5 separate regions of the Mus musculus genome follow, and regions 2, 3, 4 and 5 are each linked to region 1. Evidence: chromatin contacts called from public Hi-C, HiChIP or PLAC-seq and promoter capture Hi-C data. All regions are on one chromosome and are shown on one strand. The core of a region is the stretch at or near the end of the contact, and the rest is flanking DNA. Distances in the headings are between cores, read along the strand shown.

Region 1 (3,662 bases), core at 573-3,072:
CCAACAGCTGTGTCGCTTTGAAGGTAACCCCCAAATCTGATGAGCACTCTGGTATCATGTACTGAAGGAAACTGTCCTAATTATGCTTGTAACGGTTACCCTTCTCCTTTCAGAGAGGGGATACTACCTACTTGGTAAGTCCTAATGGGGAGAAGGATGGAAGCCCCCTAGCATACCTAAACTAAACGGACATGACTGCTTTCCTTGTGAAATTACAAGTGAGTCCTCTGCAACACCAACTACAACTCCAGCGTCGGACTCGGGCAGTGCGGTTAAGAATGAGCTCTAGACAAAAACTGACTGCAGGAAAAGTGGGAGGGCAGTTCAGGCAGGGAAGGGCAGAGCCCACCCAGTGGCAAGTCTGGCTGGGTTAGAGCAGCCGAGCACTCCAGGCCCAGAGGCTCCAGCAAGGGCGCCTCCATATGCGGAACTCTCGCCCAATCCCTGAGCAGCCTGACATCCCGTGACAGCCGGGGAGCCTGTTTGGAGAAAAGTAGAGAGGGAGCCCGCAAGCTGCGCTGGCGGAGGGCGCTGGAACCTGGCTGTTCCGGAGAAAATGTCTCCTTGGCAGCTGCTGCCGCTGTCCTGTGGTCTGGCTTCCCCGGGCTGGGTCGGCGCGCGGGGAGGGGTTGGGGGCGACCGGGGCGGTGTCGGGCACGGGCGTTTCCCCGCCCAGGTCCACACCGCCTCGGCAGAAAGAAAAACCAGGATCCCGTGTGCGCCGGGGTCGCAGGGCTCGCCCTTGGCTCGGGCTAATGACAGCAGGCGGTTGCCAAGCGTGGCCCTGCGGAGCCTGGCTGAGCCCCGGGTTCCCAGGGCGGGTCGGAGTGGCATCTGACCTGGGGTAGGTTCATGCACACACAGATCGCACGCCCTCTCCTGCAGCCCTTGGTTTTGCAGTCCCCACGCCCCGGGCCTCGGACCCGCGACCTCCGTGCGAAGCCACCAGCGTGCAAGTGCCGCGGGAGGGAACCATGTTCACCTTGCCATGCACACATCTACCCCCACGCCCTGTGTCACTGCCCAGCCGAGCCTGCCAGCCTCCCCGCCCGCGATGCCCTGCCCTGCCCTGCCCTGCCCTGGCCTCTCCTGGTGCGCCCCACACTCAACACCACGTAACTCCCTCCCATCCCGACGCCGGCCACCCCAGAGCAAGCCTGGGGGAAAAAAAAAGAGAGAGAGAGATGGGGTTTTCCTGTGAGCAAATATATCTACCTGGATCGAATTCAGGGATCCGAGCTTGGTATTCAGCTCCGACTCTCATCCCAACATCTGCAAAGCAATGCCAAGATATATGGTAAAATGGTAATAAATAAGGAGAGGAGAGGGGAAGGGCAAGGCAGAGACTCTCCAGCCGCGGGAGCGCGGGCGAGGCCGTGGCCGGGTGGGGGCGGGGAGGCGCGGGTCGCGGGCTGCGGCGGCACCGGGAGTTCCGGCGGCCGCGGCTCGGCTCCGAGGGGGAGGAGGGCGCGGGGAAGGGGGCCGGGCGGACGGGCGGGGGCGGGGAGCGCGGCGAGGTACCCCCGTGCTCGTCGTCGCTGCTGCAGCCGCTCTCGGGCTCCGAGAAGTGCAGCCCGCCGTTGGCCGAGGAGCCGCCGCCTCCCGCCGGGCTCTTGGCGCCGCCGTTGGCCGATCGGCTCTTCCCCAGTAACTCGGGCCCTTTCTCCATCATGCCGGGCATGGTAGAGGAGGGGGAGAGGTGGCGTCAGGGAAGGGGGAGACGGCTGGCGGGCGCGGGCGGGAGCGCGGAGGAGGAGGAGGAGGTGTTAATATGGAGCCGCCATCACCGCCCCGGTCGAGCCGTAGCGCAGTCGCCCCACACCGGCCCGCCCCGGCCCCGCCTCCCTCCCCTCCCCCGCCGCCGCCGCCCCGCGCCGTGCCACCCGGCCGAGCGCCCCTCGTGGCCGCGCGCTCCTCACTGGGCGGCCGCGATCACTCCGCCCTAGGGAGGTTCCGGCCGCGGGGCGGAGAGACCAGAGGGCCGGGACCCCGCGCGTCCCCAGCCGGCCGGTTCCCGGGCGCTCGAGGGCCGGGAGACGATGTGGAGGCCCCGGAGGCGGCATGGAGGGCGGGGAGGCGGCCTCTGCCCTGTCTCAGCTGAAGGAATTTGGCCTGCTGAGGCGGGGCCGCGGGGCGGGAGCTGCTCCCGTGACCGGGAACCCGGGATGGCGGTCTCAGGAGCTGCTCCGGTGAGGAGCGGCGGGGATGGCGGCCTTTGACAGGAGCTATGAGGATGGCGGCCTTGGACCGGAGCAGCTCCGGTGACGCGGGCAGGGGTTGGCGGCCTCAGACAGGAGCTGCTCCCGCGAGGTGCGCCCCGGGGTAGGAGCTGGGTCCTCCGGTTGGAGGCAGGATCGGTTCACTCCGGAATGAGACCGGCCCTAAAGACCTGGCGAGGCAGCTCCTCTCTGCTGTGAGGTCCGAGAGGGACTGAAAGGGCAGTATTTCCACTTGGCTCTTTCCCTTTTGCTGTCTAAGAAGCGAATGCCACGAGTGGGGAAATAAATAACCGAACTCTACCTTCCCCGGGCCAGTGCTATCTGGGTCGACACTGCCTGGGGTGGTGGCTCAGAGCAATTCTGGAGAGGGTGGAGAGAGAAGTGCTCTGCAGAGAGGTGCTGCTGCTGCAGAGAAAGGTGAGGCCAGCTGCCTTCTGGCAGTTTGCACCCAGTTGAAGATTGGCTGGACTGTATTTCTTCCCCAGATTTAAGGATATTTGCTTATGACATACTGTCTGGGCAAGGAGGACGATTTGTGTCTCAGGAGTAAAGGGGGGGGGGAGTTGCTTAATATACAGATGTGTGTCCTGCAGAATTTGGGGGTAACAGTAAAATTACCTTGAAGGTTAAAACTGTTCTTTGGAATTCTGTTACTGAGAAATAACAGACCTACTCAAGAATTCAGCCAAGAAAACTCTGGGATACAAGAATTAGGCCGGTCATCTGTCTAAAGGAGGGAGTATTTTGTCCGGGTGGAGAAACAGTACTGGTACTGGAAATAGTTGATTTTTAGCTCTATATGTGTCCATTAATTTTTGAACCACAACTCAACCTCCCCTCCCGTTTTATTTTTTGAGACAGGATTTCTATGTGTACTTCTGGCTGTCCTGGAACTCACAGAGATCCGCTTGCCTCTGTCTTCTGAGTGCTGGGAGTAAAGAGCTGCACCACCACACCTAGCATCGGTTCCTTTTTTTAAAAAACACATTGCTGAAGGATATTTTAAGTCTGATTTTTATTTTCTGCAAGGAGAAATGTTATGGACAACTGAAATGATATTTTATTTTTTACATTCCAACCTCTAATGAACACGACTCATCTCAGCCCTGTCACATCAGCTCCTTTGATCCTGGAGTACAAAAGCTAGAGCCTATAAAAAGAAAATTCAAGAAAAAAAAAAACCACAAAACAAAATAGAGGCCTCTTAATAGATACACTTTTTAACTCTGAAATAGTGCTGATTCACTTTTCTGTAGAAAAGAATCTGCGTCTAGATTAGGGATCAAAAGTTTCAAGGGCTTTTGGGACTATTTTGATTAGTAGAATCTTGGCAGTAAAATGATTCTACTGGAATATTTAGACCAAAGACTGCATTCACCTTTGGGGAAGGATTTTGGCGTGAAGGGATGTGTGTGTGTGTGTTTAAGGAAAACAAATTTCTGT
Region 2 (3,662 bases), core at 639-3,138, 450 kb after region 1:
CTGGTAACAATGTAAACACACTGAGAGACAGGGAAATACATCTCACCCAGAAACCCACTGCCTCTATAGGTCAAAGGTAACGAATGAGTTAGTATAGATTTTTTTAAAATGGGTGTAAAAACGGGAAAACTAAGAGAATTCAAAGTTACTGTTAGGGAATGGATGTGGGAGTTGGGGGTGTGACATCTGTGATATCACACCCTCACTGAACAACACCTCTTGTCAAGTAGAGCCAGCAGACATCATGGTGGTTCCCTAAGAGTCTGTCTCCTGGTGATATGACAGCCATTCAGTTTGTACAAGTTCACACTATAAAGTTCACATCATTATAAAATATCTACATCTCCATCCTTAAGTTACATGTGACTATCTGCCTCTGTGAGCCCCAATTCACTTAGATTGATCTTTCAGATTAGTTATCTCATCCACAACTGTGTGGGCCTACAATTAAAGTTCAAGTTTTGGAGCCTTGAGAGAGAGCTTTGAGGGTCAAGTGCTTGTCATGCGAGTGAAACATTCTAAGTTTAGATCCCCAGAACCTATGTAAGAGGCTGGGCACAGCATTGCCTGTGACCTCTGCACTGGGAAAGCAGTGATAGGGCAGGGGGTTGAGCCTGACAGCAAGCCAGCCTTGCCAAACTGGTGAGCTCCTGGTTCAGGGAGAGACTCTGTCTCAAAAACTAAGGCATATACCCAGCATGGTCCTCTAGAATCCACATGCACATACACTCATATGTGCATGAGTAAATACATTCAGAAATACACCTCTCTCTCTCTCTCTCTCTCTCTCTCTCTCTCTCTCTCTCTCTCTCACACACACACACACACACATACACACAGAGAGAGAGAGAGAGAGAGAGAGAGAGAGACATCACACACAACACACACATCACACACACATCACATACATGGCTCACACACATCACTTACACACACATCACATCACACACATACTTTATAACTTGTTCAAGAGCTGGAATGTCACTTAGTCACTTAATGTGCACAAGCAGCCAAGACACGCAGAGCAGATGGTCATGTGCTTCATATGGGGTAGGAGGGACTTATCCAGGAATATCATTTGTGTCTGAAATTTAGGATGCTCCGAGGAGATCACATAGAACTGCATTCAACTTCCACAGAGTAGAGCTAAATACTTGCCTTTCCCTGTCTCCAGTCCCCTCAACTGTGAACCTCGAGTATGAACCGACCTAGAAGGGCTGAAGCAATTATTAAGTATAACACTTTGAAAGAACCCCAGTCAGTGTCCATCTTGTCTCATCTGTAATCAAAGCTGGGAGCTACAACAGCCCCAGGTATCTTGTCCCTCAGAATGACAACTCTACCCTCCAACCTCCGACACAAATAAGATATGTGAGTCCACCCTGCTAGTCTTCCTCTGACTGAACCACAGTACAGGCTCTCTGTGCAGAAGTAGAAACCATAGTATACACAGCACAGGTGTCACCCTCAGAGGAGACAAGAAGCAGTGACTTCCATTGCTGCTTTTCTGTGCTCCTGTATACTGATGAGTAAGTCTCATGACATATATGCCTTATCCTTCACCTTCCCCTCACAGGGCAAGAATGTTTTCTTATCATGGCATTGCACCAACAATGCCATTACTCCAACACCATCACTTTCAAGAGCACAGCCAGCTTGGTGAAGGCCCTGCATCTTTTATACTGTGGTCTTTTCTGTCACCCTCATAAGAGACAGTCAAGGGTCATTCTGTCATTGACTCCAACCTGCTACAGGAACAGGGCCAACAGCAGAGGAAACAAGACTCAACTTAAAGCGCGTTCTTCACTTTGTGTGGGTAGCTACAGGCACGCGGCTGCCAGCCCAGCTCATCTCAAACAAGGCCAGCAGCTGCTCGGCGTGCTTTTTTAAGCGGAGTTTATTTCTAGGTCTTTGGAGAGATGTGAGACACTTTAGAAGGATTTTATTTTAGGAGTCCTATGCTCCGTGCCTTCTCAAAGCTTTAAAATGAGCACTCAAACATGCAATACACACAGAAGCGCAGCACACACACATATAAACACATAAAAATATACTGCACTTAGTATGAGCATATTACTTAGGGAATAAGCAAAGGGCCCAACAACAGGAATCTTGGCGGCTCCAGCCCTGCTGTTTCCAGTAGATAATTTGAATTTGGAGGGTAAGAAAAGAGACTCAGCCTTAGGAAGGAAACCCAGAGAGAGCTTTCAGTGGGTATGTTACAAGAGCTTTTTTCCCCCATGAGGCACTGCTCTGCAAGTCTGTGTTTCGCTCTCAGCTAGGACAACAGTGGCAGGAGAGCAGGAGACCTGTCCTGCTGTAGCTGAGCTGGTGGGAAAAGGAGCTGAAGCCACAAGTCAGTCTTCCAGGAGAAACCAGATGCTGTCCTAAAGCCTCCCTCCAGGGCAGCCTCAGCAAAGGGAAGTCTATGGAGGCTGACATATCTGAGCTGAAGGGGAATTGTTCTCAGAGTTCTACCTGTAAACCAGAGAGGGTGAGACCTGGGCTTCGGATTGCCACTGAGAAGAAAATACATAGGCAACGGTTTGCACAGCCGTTTCCAGCTTTATTAATGATGCCATGGTGGGGAGACCACAGACGGGGCACCAACCAGTCATGCCCACCAAGGAACATGCTGTTTATAAGAATAGGCCTGCTCTAGCCTTTGGAGCTATTCCAGCGTGTTGGTCTGACATATGGTATTAATATATTAATTTAACATGTTTGTTTGGTTAAGGACTTTGCATTTCCAGATTTCTAAGTGTGACACTCAAGCCCTTTACATGGAGACCTTTTGGTCTTTCCAGTTGCCTTTCATGTCATGTTAGTCTCTGGACTTCAACAAGCAGCCAGGATCCCAATTTAAGTTGTGTGTTACAGGGCCAGGCTTCTCCCTCCTGATGATCCAGTGCTGCTGCTAACTCATCAGGGCTCTGCCCAAGTCAAGCCCCTTGGGAACCAAGAGCTCAGCTCACATCAACTCCTTTCCTCATGAACATCAATGTTCTAGAGGCTTCTCTCTGGGTATAGTGCATACACACCTTCTTCTGGTCCTCAGCTGGCTTGCATACAGCATTCCTCTCAACTACACCAAAGGCTGCAGGGAGAGAGATGTCACTCACCACTCTTAGCTTCTGATAGCCCTCTAACCAAGGCTCTTAGTCTCATTTACCTGATCCTTGAGTGGCATCACCCCGGTGAGCTTTCCCTTCCATGAAACACCCTCTTCTTGGGTTCTGCAAAACTACCCCTACATTTCTATCCCTCTTTCTGGTTCCCTCCTTCACCCAAAGTATTGGCTGGTTTTGTGTGTCAACTTGACACAAGCTGGAGTTATCACAGGGAAAGGAGCCTCCCTTGAGGAAATGCCTCCATGAGATCCAGCTGTTAGGCATTTTCTCAAAGAATGGGTAGGTCCATTGTGGGTGGTACCATCTGTGGGCTGGTAGTCTTGGGTTCTATAAGAGAGCAAGCTAGGCAAGCCAGGGAAAGCAAGCCACTAAGCAGCATTCTTCCATGGCCTCTGCATTAGCTCCTGCCTCCAAGTTCTTACCCTGTGTGAGTTCCAGTCCTGACTTCCTTTGGTGATGAACAGCAGTATGGAAGTGTAAGCTGAATAAACCCTTTCCTCCCCAACTTGTTTCTTGGTCATGATGTTTGTG
Region 3 (3,662 bases), core at 652-3,151, 400 kb after region 1:
GGTTACTTTTATATAGTGCTGTGTAAAAAAAAAAAAAAAAAAAAAAAAAAAAAAACCTGACCAAGGCAACTTATAAAGGAAAGGGTTTGTTTGTTTGGGGCTTCAGCTTCCGAGGGCTAGAGTCCATGAGCATCATGGCAGCAATGAGGAACAGACAGGCAGGCAAAGTGCTGGAGCAATAGCTGAGAACTTACATCCTGATCCACAGCCACCAGCAAACTGGGAACGGGGTGAGCTTTGGAAACTTCAAAGCCTGCCCCCACTATCATCTTTCCACCAGCAAGACCACACCTCCTAATCCTTCCCAAATGGTTCCACCAACTGAGAACCAAGCATTCAAACATATGAACCTATGGGGACCATTCTCATCCAAACATCATACAAGACAATTTTTAATCATAAGTTATGATCTGAGAGTACATTGAGGAGTGCAGACCTCTCGAAATGAGGCCTGAGCTGACAGAAGCCATCTAAGAAAGGCTATGGCAAGTGAGTGAGTTTTTTGGAGATGGCCCACCATTTTGCATGGCTGTGATGAGTTTGCTCTGAAATGCAGGGTCCTCAAGAGACTTCATCCCAGGATTGCTTATTGTTGCTGATATGCCTTTCCTGTCACTATTATATGACCTAATGATTCCTAGATATCAGCCCACCCTATTAGACAAATTTTCTTCAGAATCAGTATGAAGATGTACTTTTATATAGACAAATTGATGATTTCATTATCCCTGATAATGATTTCATAGGATTCTTAAATTGATACAAGTAATCTCAAGACCCTTATAGAATAAAAGCTACAAATAGAGCTCTGTAAACCTTCATGTGTCATGGGCTAATTGCATTAGGAAAAGAAAGCAGGCTTGGAACAAATCTGTGATCAAGGAAAACATTCCTCCTAGGTTAGGTTTTCAGAGTAGCACACATTTTCTACCTCCCTGAATACCTCTGAATGGCTGTACATGGTCTCTAGATGCTTCAGCCATCAGCTCTGTTACATTTAGAGTCTGTCCATTAAGATAAATAAAAGTACTCCGTTTTCATCCAAAGCTGCCTGTTAGAATAAACAGTGATGCTAATGAGGTGTCCCATGAAAGCCACTGTGTGCAGGCAGCTCATATAAAACCTGTGATCTTCCACTAACTTCTGCATCACCAACTTCCACTGGAAGATATGAGTCACTTTCCACATGAGTGGAACACTCCAGAACATGTCAGAATACAACACCTAGTTACTTCTCCATGAATATAAATAATTTTCAAACTTACCACTGATTAGTAGTTTTCTGTTTTATTGTTCTAAATAAATCAAGGATAAACCAGATGCTATAGAAATTTACATATATTTGATGCAATTTCAAAAACTAAAACTTTTTTTTTGAAGAAGTTGGTAAGACAGTGCGTGTGAAGCAATAAGTGCTGAGAACTATTAGAATAAGCTTGACAATGCTGAAGAGGGAAGACGGTCATCTTGACTTGGCAGTGACCGAATTATACAACCTCACTAGGAACAGTATTGACCCAACACTGTAACTGCACATCTGTAGAGAGAGGATGGCTTTTTCAAGGAAAGTTCTGGGTAAATCTGATGTCCAAGGTGACCCCCTCCAAATTTTGATCTTAATCTCATAATATTCTACGAAATTAATCCCAAACAAATTTGAGACCAAAGTGAAAAAAAGAAGCAAAGTAAAGCTTCTAAAACTGAAACAGAGAGATCTCTGTGACCATGGGCAGGCTTCCTACGCGGTGCACAGAAAATGCTAACAGTGACGGAAATAATTCATAAATGAGACTTGACAGAGTGAGAAAGCGCTGTCATCTGCAAACATCATTACAGCGGGGTGGGAGGAAGAGGCTACTGTGCTAGTTTAGATGAGGAAATGACAAATGTCCCCTATAGTCTTGCACATTTGTCTTGGTTCCCTGTTGGTGGCTGGGAATGATTATGGGGAAGTACGTCATGGTCCAGGGGCTGGCAGCAGGCTTTGAGGGTAAACAGGGTCGTCTGCTTTCAGTTAGTGCTCTCTGCTTGATGCAGTGGGAGAAGTAAGCTCTCACCTTCCTGCTCTGGCTGCTATGCCCACCACCTGCAGCCTGCCCGCCTGCAGCTCACCCACCCACCCACTACCATGACAGACTCTTAACCCTCTGGGACAGTAAACTCAAATTTCTTCTGTGAGTTGCTTTGTTCATAGTGTCTTATCAACAGCAATAGAAAAGTAACTATACTAGAGCTACAGCGTAGAAAGAAATAATAAATAACACTACAAAAACTGTTACACAAAATCTAGACAAAAAAAAATGCCCAGGGGCTGAGGAGATGGCTCAGTCAAGGAAGTGCTTGTCACACAAGTATGGAGAGTGTTGGGTTTCTATACAGTGTCTTAAGGTGGGCACAGACTGAGGGGCACATTACCACCTCCTGCTTCTCTCTGGAGTCGAGCATTTGCTGCAATGCCACCTGCTTATCCCACTCATGCCTGATCACCTCACTTCCCAAAGTGTCCCTCTCTCAACCTATAAAAATCCAGTAAATTGATGAGCAAAATTCTGATATTAAATGGTATGTGTCTAAACGTGGGTGCTTATCATTGTGATGAACTGCTCTGGACTATTTTCCTGCCTAGGTCTATGGTCTAGGTCTTCTCCAAGAATTCCTGGGTGTGCTAGACTGAGACACAGAATAGTCAAAAGAGTATTACCTATGTCAGTTCTTCCAGTCTGAAGAAATGGGTACTTGTGGGGTACAGGAAGGGAAAGCAGAAATTTCCCATGCTATTATCCAAAGCAGCCATCAGTTACAATAGTTACAATTTGCAGATCGGCTACAATAGTTTCCCTCAGCTACAATAGTTACAATTTGCAGATCAGTTACAATAGTTTCTCCCAAGTGATACACTGGAATCACTGAGGTGCTCTCTACAGTAAAGGCTCCTGGGGCCATCCTAAGCTGCTCCATCAGAATCTCCTACAGGTAAGAGCAAAGTGACCACATTTTAAATAAGCTGTTCAGGTGAGGCTGAAAGACAGAGTATACAACAGCTGTGTTGGAGGCGGGGTAAGAGAACAGCTGACACCACAGCAATGAATGGTGGCACTGAGGGGATAGACTCATGACAGAAGCTGCTCAGAACAGGTCAACCTCAAAATCATCAACATTGTGTAAATAATTAGGAACACAGCTACTAGGCATCCAACCTGCACGAAGCCACATGCAGAAGGCAGCAGCGAGTTAGACATATTAACACTGAGTTCTCATGGTTTTCTACACACTACCCTAAAGATCCAGCAGGGCCAAGATGTGGTCCTGGCACCCCTGCCTCCTCTGTAAGTCTTGATCTGTCTAATGGTCTTCACTTCTAGGTGTCCATCTGTTTCTGGATAGATTGATAAAGAGCATATCCCCCAGAGAGCCAGGCAAAGTCACCTTATGCTAAGTTATGAAGCACAAGGACATTAAAGATGCCAGAGTAGCATGATAAAAAGCAGCAAATGGCATGGTTCCTGGTCTTGAGCATCAATTATTACTGTGAACATTATTTTGATTGACAGGATGAGAAATGATGGAGAAAAACAGAATTGCATGAGACAGGAAGAAGGGTGCATGATAAATTAATGGGCTGGGTTAAGGCAGAGTAGATAGGCAGATGGACAGATGGACAA
Region 4 (3,662 bases), core at 663-3,162, 350 kb after region 1:
CAACTGTCCAAGTCTCATTTTCTGCATCTATAAAATGGGTTGGTGAAAGGAGTCTCTCCCAACCCCACCACCCTAGGATGTTCCCAGGGTTAGCTAGAATACAATATGCAAGGAACTTGGTGTGTCCCCTAGGTGTCTGGTGGTGGTGCCAGTGCTGATTAAAATTATAGCCGGTAGCACTGCTTAGGGTTCTGTGGGAACTGGAGACAGTATGCAATGGGAGGTATGTACAGAACCTGGGGACAAGGAATGAAGGAGTCAGAGCTGATTCTAAGACAGGGACAGAAGTAAAGCACAATCTGTAGCTCAGGCAATGAGAGGAGCAAGGGTCCTGGGGCCACAGAGCTGTTACCTGAGAAAGTAGAGCTGCTCACTCTACTTTCTGAGCCACAAAACTTTGGCAATGGAGACCGGAGTCACCAGTATCTAGCTCTGGGACAGGATGGTTTTCTGTCATCTCTGGACTGGCCACAGGGCTCCCTGCAGCTGGGGAAGAGCCTGTCACTGGCCACTTGACAGAGACCACCATTACCCGTAGCTCACTCACTCCAGGACTGTGGTTTGTCAGCTTGGGCACAGATCTTTATAGGTTACTATACAGAGGTTAAAGTCCCAGGAAGATGCCCAAGGCTCCAGAACCTTCTGTGTACTTTATCAGTCCTTAGGTGATCCAACAAGAACAGCATGAGGCCACAGGCTGTGGGACAGCCCAGACAGGAAGACTGGGGACAGAGGGCTTCTCACAGGCCCACGGTGACAGTGCCTTCCCACAGGGGCTGTCCGGTCTTGCCTCAGTGGCCATCTTTACTTATTTTTAATGCCCCTACCCTCAGCCTGGTAGGGAATGGTAACATTAATGTCTCCAAGTGAGATAAATGCCCATTTCTAGAACAGATGTCACACCCAGGCTCCATCCACCTACCCCTCCCCAGCCTCCACCCCCCCCCCCACCTCTCTAGCTTCCATCCACTTCATTTCTCCAGCTTCCATCCACCCTCCTCCCCAGGCTCCATCCACCCCAGCTGCTTTCTGCCTCAAGTCCCAAACCCTGGCTGATCAGGGAGGGAAGAGGATCTGGGATTTGCAGCAGGGTAGAGAGTGCTCTGGATGCTTTGCTTGTGGGAAGAAAGGGTCCTGACCAGCTGTTCTTTATGTCTGGAGAGAAGCGAGAGTCTGGAATGGATTTAATTAGACAAAACTGACTACATGTCTATGCAGTTGACCATTAGCTGATTAAGTCCAGACATGGCCATTGAAGGACAGGGCAGCATGAGGGTCAGAGGAGCCTGGGTCCTGCCTCCCTCCCCTTGGCTCCCGTGTACTCATTATTCAAGGGAAGAAGGCTTGCCCATGCCCCAGTCTCAATGGAGGCAATGTGTGTGCCAGGCTCCTGTCAAGTAGAAAACATCAGCAAATGCCAGTTGTCAGCTGTTAATGGTGGGTGGAGGCATGGATGTCTCAACAGGGTGCTCTGGAAAGAAGAGACCTGCCTCTGGCTCTAGCCATGGGAGGAAACAAAAGAGCAGAGCCAGGAGTAGCTGGTGGAAGTATGGTATCAGGCCCAGAGATACAGATGATAACCTAAACATCTAAATGACCAGGAAGCCACGGTCCCTCCTCCTATTGAGACCCGGGGCAGGCTGCTCCCGTCTCCCTTCCGCTAGACTTCTCAGCAGGAAGGACCTCTACACTTCAGACTTGGTTTCAGGTGGCCCTGGAAGCTTCCCACCCTTGACCCAAGGGATTTGCATTGTGGTATCTGCCCAGTCAAGGGCGCCTCTGCCTGTCTGGGTGTTGCTTCCTTAAACCAGCATCTGAGCCTGTCATAGTCCCCAAATGATGTTATCTCTCAAAGTGCTGCCACATGACAGGGTTGTTCCTGCATTTCAGCTTGGAGCACCATCATTAACCTCCATCTTCCGCCTGCCTGGCTCATCTGGCTGCTGGTCTGTGTCCTGCTTAGGGGCTGGGCTGGTTCCTAATGGAACTGAACACTGAGATGTCAGGCTCAAGGAAGGGCATTTGAACAGGGGACTAATGACACAGGTGTTGTAGTGGGTGTTTGCTGTGCCACAGCACAGGGCAGCGTCCGGAAGGCAGCATTGATGCCCTCTGTAGTAACAACTGTTCTATGTCAGCACTCACATGCACCCTTCTTATAGTCTCCCTAGGAAGCAGACACCGTTACCCACAGTACAGATGGGAAATGGGTGTTTGGGAGGTTTCACAGAGTGCTGGCGATGCCCTGTGAGATGCTTGCTTCGAGAATTCCTCACCCACAGTGGAGGCTGTTACACGTCAGCAGGTGTGCCTTGGAGTGGTTTTAATTTACCCTTATTATGAGTGGGACTGAGCATCTTCCCGTGTGCTAAGCCACCATGACATTTCCTTTATGGTGGCCTTGCACCATCTTTGAATGCATTTAAAAACTGGAATAGAAAAGCTTTCTTCCTTATCAATCTCTAAAAGCAATATTTGGCTTATCAATTATAAATATATTTTTGCATTTTTTTGTTTGTCTTTTAACTAAAACATTTATTTATACTTCATGATTTCTGGGCACTTAGTTTAAAAGGACTCCAGTAGGCCTTTTAAACATTTAAATAATAAAACTGTAAAACCTGGGGTAGGAAGACCCAGGTCATCTATCTTTGCTTTCCTGGAAACTAAATAAAATCATACAAGACTTGTTTTGGTTTGGTTTGCTTAGTCAGAAGCTCTTAAGGACAAAATAAAATGTGGGAAAAAATGTAGCAGAAAGATGCTTTTAAACAAATTTCTGAAGAATATGTAAACAGAAGTGGTAATTGGTTTAGTAAAGGTGAGAAGCTATATGTGTGTGTGTGTGTGTGTGTGTGTGTGTGTGTGTGTGTATGTGTATATGTGTGTGTGTGTGTGTGTGTGTGTGTGTGTGTGTGTGTGTGTGTATGTGTGTGTGTGTGTGTGTGTGTGTGTGTGTGTGTGTATGTATATATATTCTATACTATACCAAGGCAGGGGGTGGAGTACTGGGTGGGGGTTGGAGTGGGGAGTAGGAGCTTATAAAAGGAGCCATGTCTGTTTCTTTGCTTTCCCCTATAAAACTCTAATCAAGGGTTGGTTGGAGAGATGTGGAGAGGGCTCAACTGTTTCACAGGACCCAAGTGAGGTTCCAGCACCCACAACAGGAGGCTCAACATGATCTGTAGCTCTAGGTCAGGGGATCTGACACCCTCTGGCTTCTGTAGAAAACAGCACACACGTGGTACGCATACATAAACTCATGTAGACACACATATATTCATTCAAATTTTAAAATTCATGCATTAATTAAAATAGGTAAATCTTTTATGTATATATTTAAAACCTCACCAGAATTGTAGCATTGGGGCACAAATCACTGTGGAATCTGGAGGGAAGCCTTAGCACTAAACCCAAGGGGTTATCCTGCTGTCCTGAGATGCAGGAGGAGCCATGGTTTCACATCCTCAGCTCACACCCAACAGATGTATCTATAGAATGAAATGGTTTACTCTGAAAAGAAATGATCAAAAATAAGACAGAGATTTGAGTTTTGAAAAATAACATGTCACAGAAATGTAAAACAACCCAAGGCCTGGAAGATAAGTCAGAGGAATCTTTTCCGAGAGTAATGAAAAGATAAGATTGAAGGAAAAGGGCAG
Region 5 (3,662 bases), core at 507-3,006, 290 kb before region 1:
TCCACATAGCCATGTTCATGTTTATCCACACGTAAGCCCCATTATTCTCTCTCTGTTATGCTAAGATTGATTGATCCTGGCTGGGCCAAGTAGAGGTAGGGGGATTATGAGTGCCAGGCCAGCGTCGGCTACATAGTGAGGTCTTGTCTCAAAATATATAAAACAAACAAACAAACAAACAAACAAACAAAAGCTGGCCCTGGTGGCTTTTAATTCCACTCCAGAGATAGAAGTAGGAAGATCAGGCATTCAGAGATATTGAAGTAGAAACTTATGTGTTCTTTGGAAAGTCAGTTGTGTTGGGTGGTGTTTTGCTGGGGCAAACATGTGAAGGGGCGTTTTGTTAAAGTGGACATCGGTGAAAGGCACACTTGTAAAAGAACATTTTACTGAAGCAGACACAGGAGAAAGGATGTTGTGCTAAAGCAAGCATGTGAACAGACACCTGATGGGGGAGTCTTTACTAACGATTGCCTGTATTGGTCTGACTTTACATTGCATAGTTGATCTCCATTTGTTGGGATTTCACTGAGAGAAATGTGCCAAAAAACAGTGGTGTACTGCCATTTCCTAGGGCTCAGGCTGATTGGCAGAGTGATGTCAGCTGAGACAGACGCACGTGCCAACGACACCTGTGGATGACATGTGATGTTTGGAGGGTATAAACAGGACTTGACGGACTGTGATGGAGGCTGAGCTTGGCTTGCTTATAGAGCTAACTGTGCAATGCTTGTGGGTCTCATGTCTTCGCTGATCTTCACTTTGCTTTGCTGAGGCACAGCCAAGAACCTCTCCTGGCATCCTCCAGGTCTCACCTGCTGACTTGTGCCTAGGCTGTGGTCTGGCTGTCTCTGTTAGGTCATGCCACTGCGGCTGCTAACCTGACTCTACCAAACTGGACTGCTGGTGTATCTGTGAAGTGTTCACAAATGGACTGAGCTGCTGTTGCTAGCCTGTGAACTGAACTGCTGATTTCTAGACAACACAGATGGGAATTGCTCTAAAGAACCATTTCTAAATAGGTCCGCTTCCACTGTATCCTTTCTTTCCACTCCCTCTGGTGGGTGGTGGGTTACAAGGGAGATTAAAGCATTTAAGAACCATCATTAAATGTAGACTTTGAAAAAAATTAAAAGTTACAAGCTATTCTTGGCTACATAGTGACTCAGGTCAGCCTGAGGTCCATGAGACTGTCTCTGAATAAAAACTATGTATTATATGACACATATCATATATTATATATAGGTATATACTGATCCTAGTTGAGGATATGGGTCAGTGCCTAAATGCACGGGGTCTTTGGTTTGGTCTTTAACAGCTACCCTTTAGCTCATGGATGGAAGATGAGTTTCTACAACCCTTTGGCTTTTCATTGTGTCTTCCTCTGCTCCTGAGGAGCGAGGCTGCCTATAAAGGTAAGCCAGGGTATGAAGGGGACAGCTGAATGGATTGCCAGAACGAAGCTGAGCCATGGCCTGAGCTGACCCTGAAGGGTCAGTGCACTTCCTTCAGCTGGCAAGTCTGTGAAATGGGGTTATTCGTTGTCAAATAAGAGTTTTAGCTTTGTGGAACTGTGAGCTTGCTATTGGACACTGTCTGGTTTTGGAACTGCTAGGAAAACAAAACTGAGAAGAACCACATGAGGAGAAGACAGAAGAAGGAAGTAAAACATGCGTTGAACCAGATTTAAGTAAGTGTGCAAACGTGAGTGGCTTCTGACCAGCGCAAGTGACTACCACAGTGATCTGTGAGGAAAGAGCAGGAGGCTGGGTCACATGACAAAGTCTCCTTTCTCACACAGCACCAATGCTGACCTTCAAGGGCTGACTGAAAGGAAAAAATCGGGTTTTCTGTTACATTTGTTGTGTAAGTTCTGTGTGGATATTTAGAGAAAAAAAAAACCCAAATTATGACATTGTAAAGATGGTGCAGTGGTTAAGAGCACTGGCTGCTCTGCCAGAGGTCCTGAGTTCAATTCCCAGCACCCAGGACCTGAGTTTGATCTATGTAAATAGCATGGTTGGGTGTGCTTATAATTCCAGAGCTGGAGAGGCAGAGGGGGGCAGACTCCTGGGGTTCTGAGGAATGGCACCCGAGGCTAACCTTTCTCCTCTATGTACACACACACACAGAGAAACAGAGAGAGAGGACAGTCAGAGACAGAGGAGGAGAGCCGGGGGGGGGGGGGGGGGGGAGAAGGAAGGGAAAGAGAAAAAAGTCACAAACTGAATTGTAGCCCTGGGATATTTCCCAGCTGAGTCACCTGGGAAAATCTAATGGTCCCTAGGCCTCTGTTTCTTCATCTGTGGAACGGGTTGAAGCAAATATTGTCAGAATGGAATCACTGAAAAAAAGAAAGTGGAGTCTTGCGGTCTTGAGGAAGGACTGCTCAGCGTGACTGCTTCTGTCTCAGGCCAACTGTGAACTTGCACAGAACCTACTGCACCTCATGCAGGCCCTGCCAGGATGCTCACTCAGCAAGACTGTCCAACCTCTGACTGACGTCACTCCTGTTATCCATCATTGTGGCTGACACTTATTGCTGCTTCAAAATACCTGATGCAGCCGGGTGTGGTGGCACACACCTTTAATCCCAGCACTCGGGAGGCAGAGGCAGGCGGATTTTTGAGTTTGAGGCCAGCCTGGTCTACAAAGTGAGTTCCAGGACAGCCAGGGCTACACAGAGAAACCCTGTCTCGGGGAAAAAAAAATACCTGAGGCAATCTTCCTCGATTTTATCTTTAAAAGCTCTCCCATAAGCATGAAGATGGCTCTGTGAGTAAGTGTGTGTGCCACCAACCCTGACCTCAGTCTGTCGTCCCTGCAACCCACACAGGGTGGGGGTGGGGGACAGAGAGGGCAGGGAAGAGACAATATTAAGTTAATACTCAGTAGCTGCCGACTATATGTGAGTCACCATGAGCTACTTTATGGGCAAGGCAGTGTTCCACATCCACAGACGTCAGGAACTCCATATGGTGGAGACCATGCTGCTTACGGCAGGTCACACCAGGAAGTAGCAGAGCTGAGACTCCAACTCTGACTGGTTGAGTTCTGTGAGTCCTGAACCAAGCCCTACTTTCCCCTAGAAACTTCCCCAGTGGAGGCGAGGAGAGAGCCTGGGGCAGAGTCGATAGCCTGGGGGTGGGAGAGCTTGGGTTAGTCTGCAGGCTGCCAGTGCTGGGTCTTCAGACAGACAGCTGGAGGCCTTAGCTATATGAGCCGAAAGGCTGGGTCTGCTGGAGCTGAGGCAGCTGCAAGCCAGCAGGACCAGGTTGGCCTCAATCAGGGGCTCTGAAACCCATTGCTATGGAGTCACCAACCTCTGTCTTCTTTAGGGATTAGGACCTATGGATCCTTCTGGCTATGGGTGAAGAGAGGATTTCAGGGGACTCTAACCTGAAATGAAGAGACCCAAAACACTAGGTGTGGTCAAGGGTATCTAACCTGGGATAAAAGACACAAAACACATGGCGTGCCAGTACCTGCACTGGTACAAGGCATTGCTCTACGTCTCTGTAGGACAGCCTTGTTGGAGCATCCTGGACTTGAGGGAGGGAAGGTTGTCAGCTCAGCCCTGGTGAGCTCCCTGCCTTATCCTGACAGGCTGGGCCACAGTGCTGGCCAGCTGAGGTTACTCTCAGCCAGGCTCCCAGGTCCCC

The links. Promoter capture Hi-C pulls out the DNA fragments that hold promoters and counts their contacts. Hi-C and Micro-C count contacts between places; a contact is called where the count stands out from the background. HiChIP or PLAC-seq counts read pairs in DNA pulled down with a chosen protein or histone mark.
Region 2: an H3K27ac HiChIP or PLAC-seq map of VIP interneurons shows a contact between it and region 1, with 4 times the contacts expected there. The contact joins the enhancer-like site here to the promoter of Rcor3 in region 1. A contact is called at or near these places in 14 of 39 promoter capture datasets (the 3T3-L1 cell line, 3T3-L1-derived adipocytes, the C10 cell line and 9 more), 16 of 115 datasets of contacts at active chromatin or transcription factors (the NIH/3T3 cell line, T-cell acute lymphoblastic leukemia, VIP interneurons and 8 more) and 3 of 9 other capture datasets (adipose tissue, liver and pancreatic islet).
Region 3: a contact with region 1 is called in a promoter capture Hi-C map of the HPC-7 cell line, with 2.8 times the contacts expected there. The contact joins the enhancer-like site here to the promoter of Rcor3 in region 1. A contact is called at or near these places in 7 of 39 promoter capture datasets (the 3T3-L1 cell line, the C10 cell line, the HPC-7 cell line and 3 more), 1 of 484 Hi-C or Micro-C datasets (the HPC-7 cell line), 4 of 115 datasets of contacts at active chromatin or transcription factors (bone marrow-derived macrophages, embryonic forebrain, embryonic stem cells and 1 more) and 1 of 9 other capture datasets (liver).
Region 4: a contact with region 1 is called in a Hi-C map of the N1E-115 cell line, with 4 times the contacts expected there. The contact joins the enhancer-like site here to the promoter of Rcor3 in region 1. A contact is called at or near these places in 2 of 39 promoter capture datasets (the 3T3-L1 cell line and hippocampal neurons), 1 of 484 Hi-C or Micro-C datasets (the N1E-115 cell line) and 1 of 9 other capture datasets (pancreatic islet).
Region 5: a Hi-C map of bone marrow-derived macrophages shows a contact between it and region 1, with 24 read pairs. The contact joins the enhancer-like site here to the promoter of Rcor3 in region 1. A contact is called at or near these places in 9 of 39 promoter capture datasets (the HPC-7 cell line, HPC-7-derived erythroid cells, embryonic stem cells and 5 more), 2 of 484 Hi-C or Micro-C datasets (the HPC-7 cell line and bone marrow-derived macrophages), 13 of 115 datasets of contacts at active chromatin or transcription factors (the SCID.adh cell line, acute myeloid leukemia, bone marrow-derived macrophages and 8 more) and 4 of 9 other capture datasets (adipose tissue, embryonic stem cells, liver and 1 more).

What each region holds. Positions count from the first base shown.
Region 1 is chr1:192,136,218-192,139,879 of GRCm38.p6, forward strand. Rcor3 (REST corepressor 3) reads right to left here and starts at 1,823. Exons shown (of 12, transcript NM_001346740.1): 1 at 1,522-1,823; 2 at 1,216-1,272. The coding sequence starts at 1,681. Gm10516 (predicted gene 10516) reads left to right here and starts at 681. Exons shown (of 4, transcript NR_033536.1): 1 at 681-844.
Region 2 is chr1:192,585,758-192,589,419 of GRCm38.p6, forward strand. All of the region lies in intron 10 of Hhat (hedgehog acyltransferase), which reads right to left. Among named protein-coding and RNA genes, the nearest start is that of Gm31011, 71 kb to the left of the region's middle. Within about 2 kb of position 1,889, at least 18 of the 459 cell types and tissues checked have an H3K27ac peak or open chromatin away from gene starts, as enhancers often do. A contact at or near this core is called in VIP interneurons, where this site is marked.
Region 3 is chr1:192,535,485-192,539,146 of GRCm38.p6, forward strand. The region is part of intron 11 of Hhat (hedgehog acyltransferase); the gene reads right to left. Among named protein-coding and RNA genes, the nearest start is that of Gm31011, 21 kb to the left of the region's middle. Within about 2 kb of position 1,902, at least 19 of the 459 cell types and tissues checked have an H3K27ac peak or open chromatin away from gene starts, as enhancers often do. A contact at or near this core is called in the HPC-7 cell line, where this site is marked.
Region 4 is chr1:192,488,394-192,492,055 of GRCm38.p6, forward strand. All of the region lies in intron 10 of Kcnh1 (potassium voltage-gated channel, subfamily H (eag-related), member 1), which reads left to right. Among named protein-coding and RNA genes, the nearest start is that of Gm31011, 26 kb to the right of the region's middle. Within about 2 kb of position 1,913, at least 5 of the 459 cell types and tissues checked have an H3K27ac peak or open chromatin away from gene starts, as enhancers often do. A contact at or near this core is called in the N1E-115 cell line, where this site is marked.
Region 5 is chr1:191,847,960-191,851,621 of GRCm38.p6, forward strand. No RefSeq gene overlaps it. Among named protein-coding and RNA genes, the nearest start is that of Nek2, 28 kb to the left of the region's middle. Within about 2 kb of position 1,757, at least 17 of the 459 cell types and tissues checked have an H3K27ac peak or open chromatin away from gene starts, as enhancers often do. A contact at or near this core is called in bone marrow-derived macrophages and trophoblast stem cells, where this site is marked.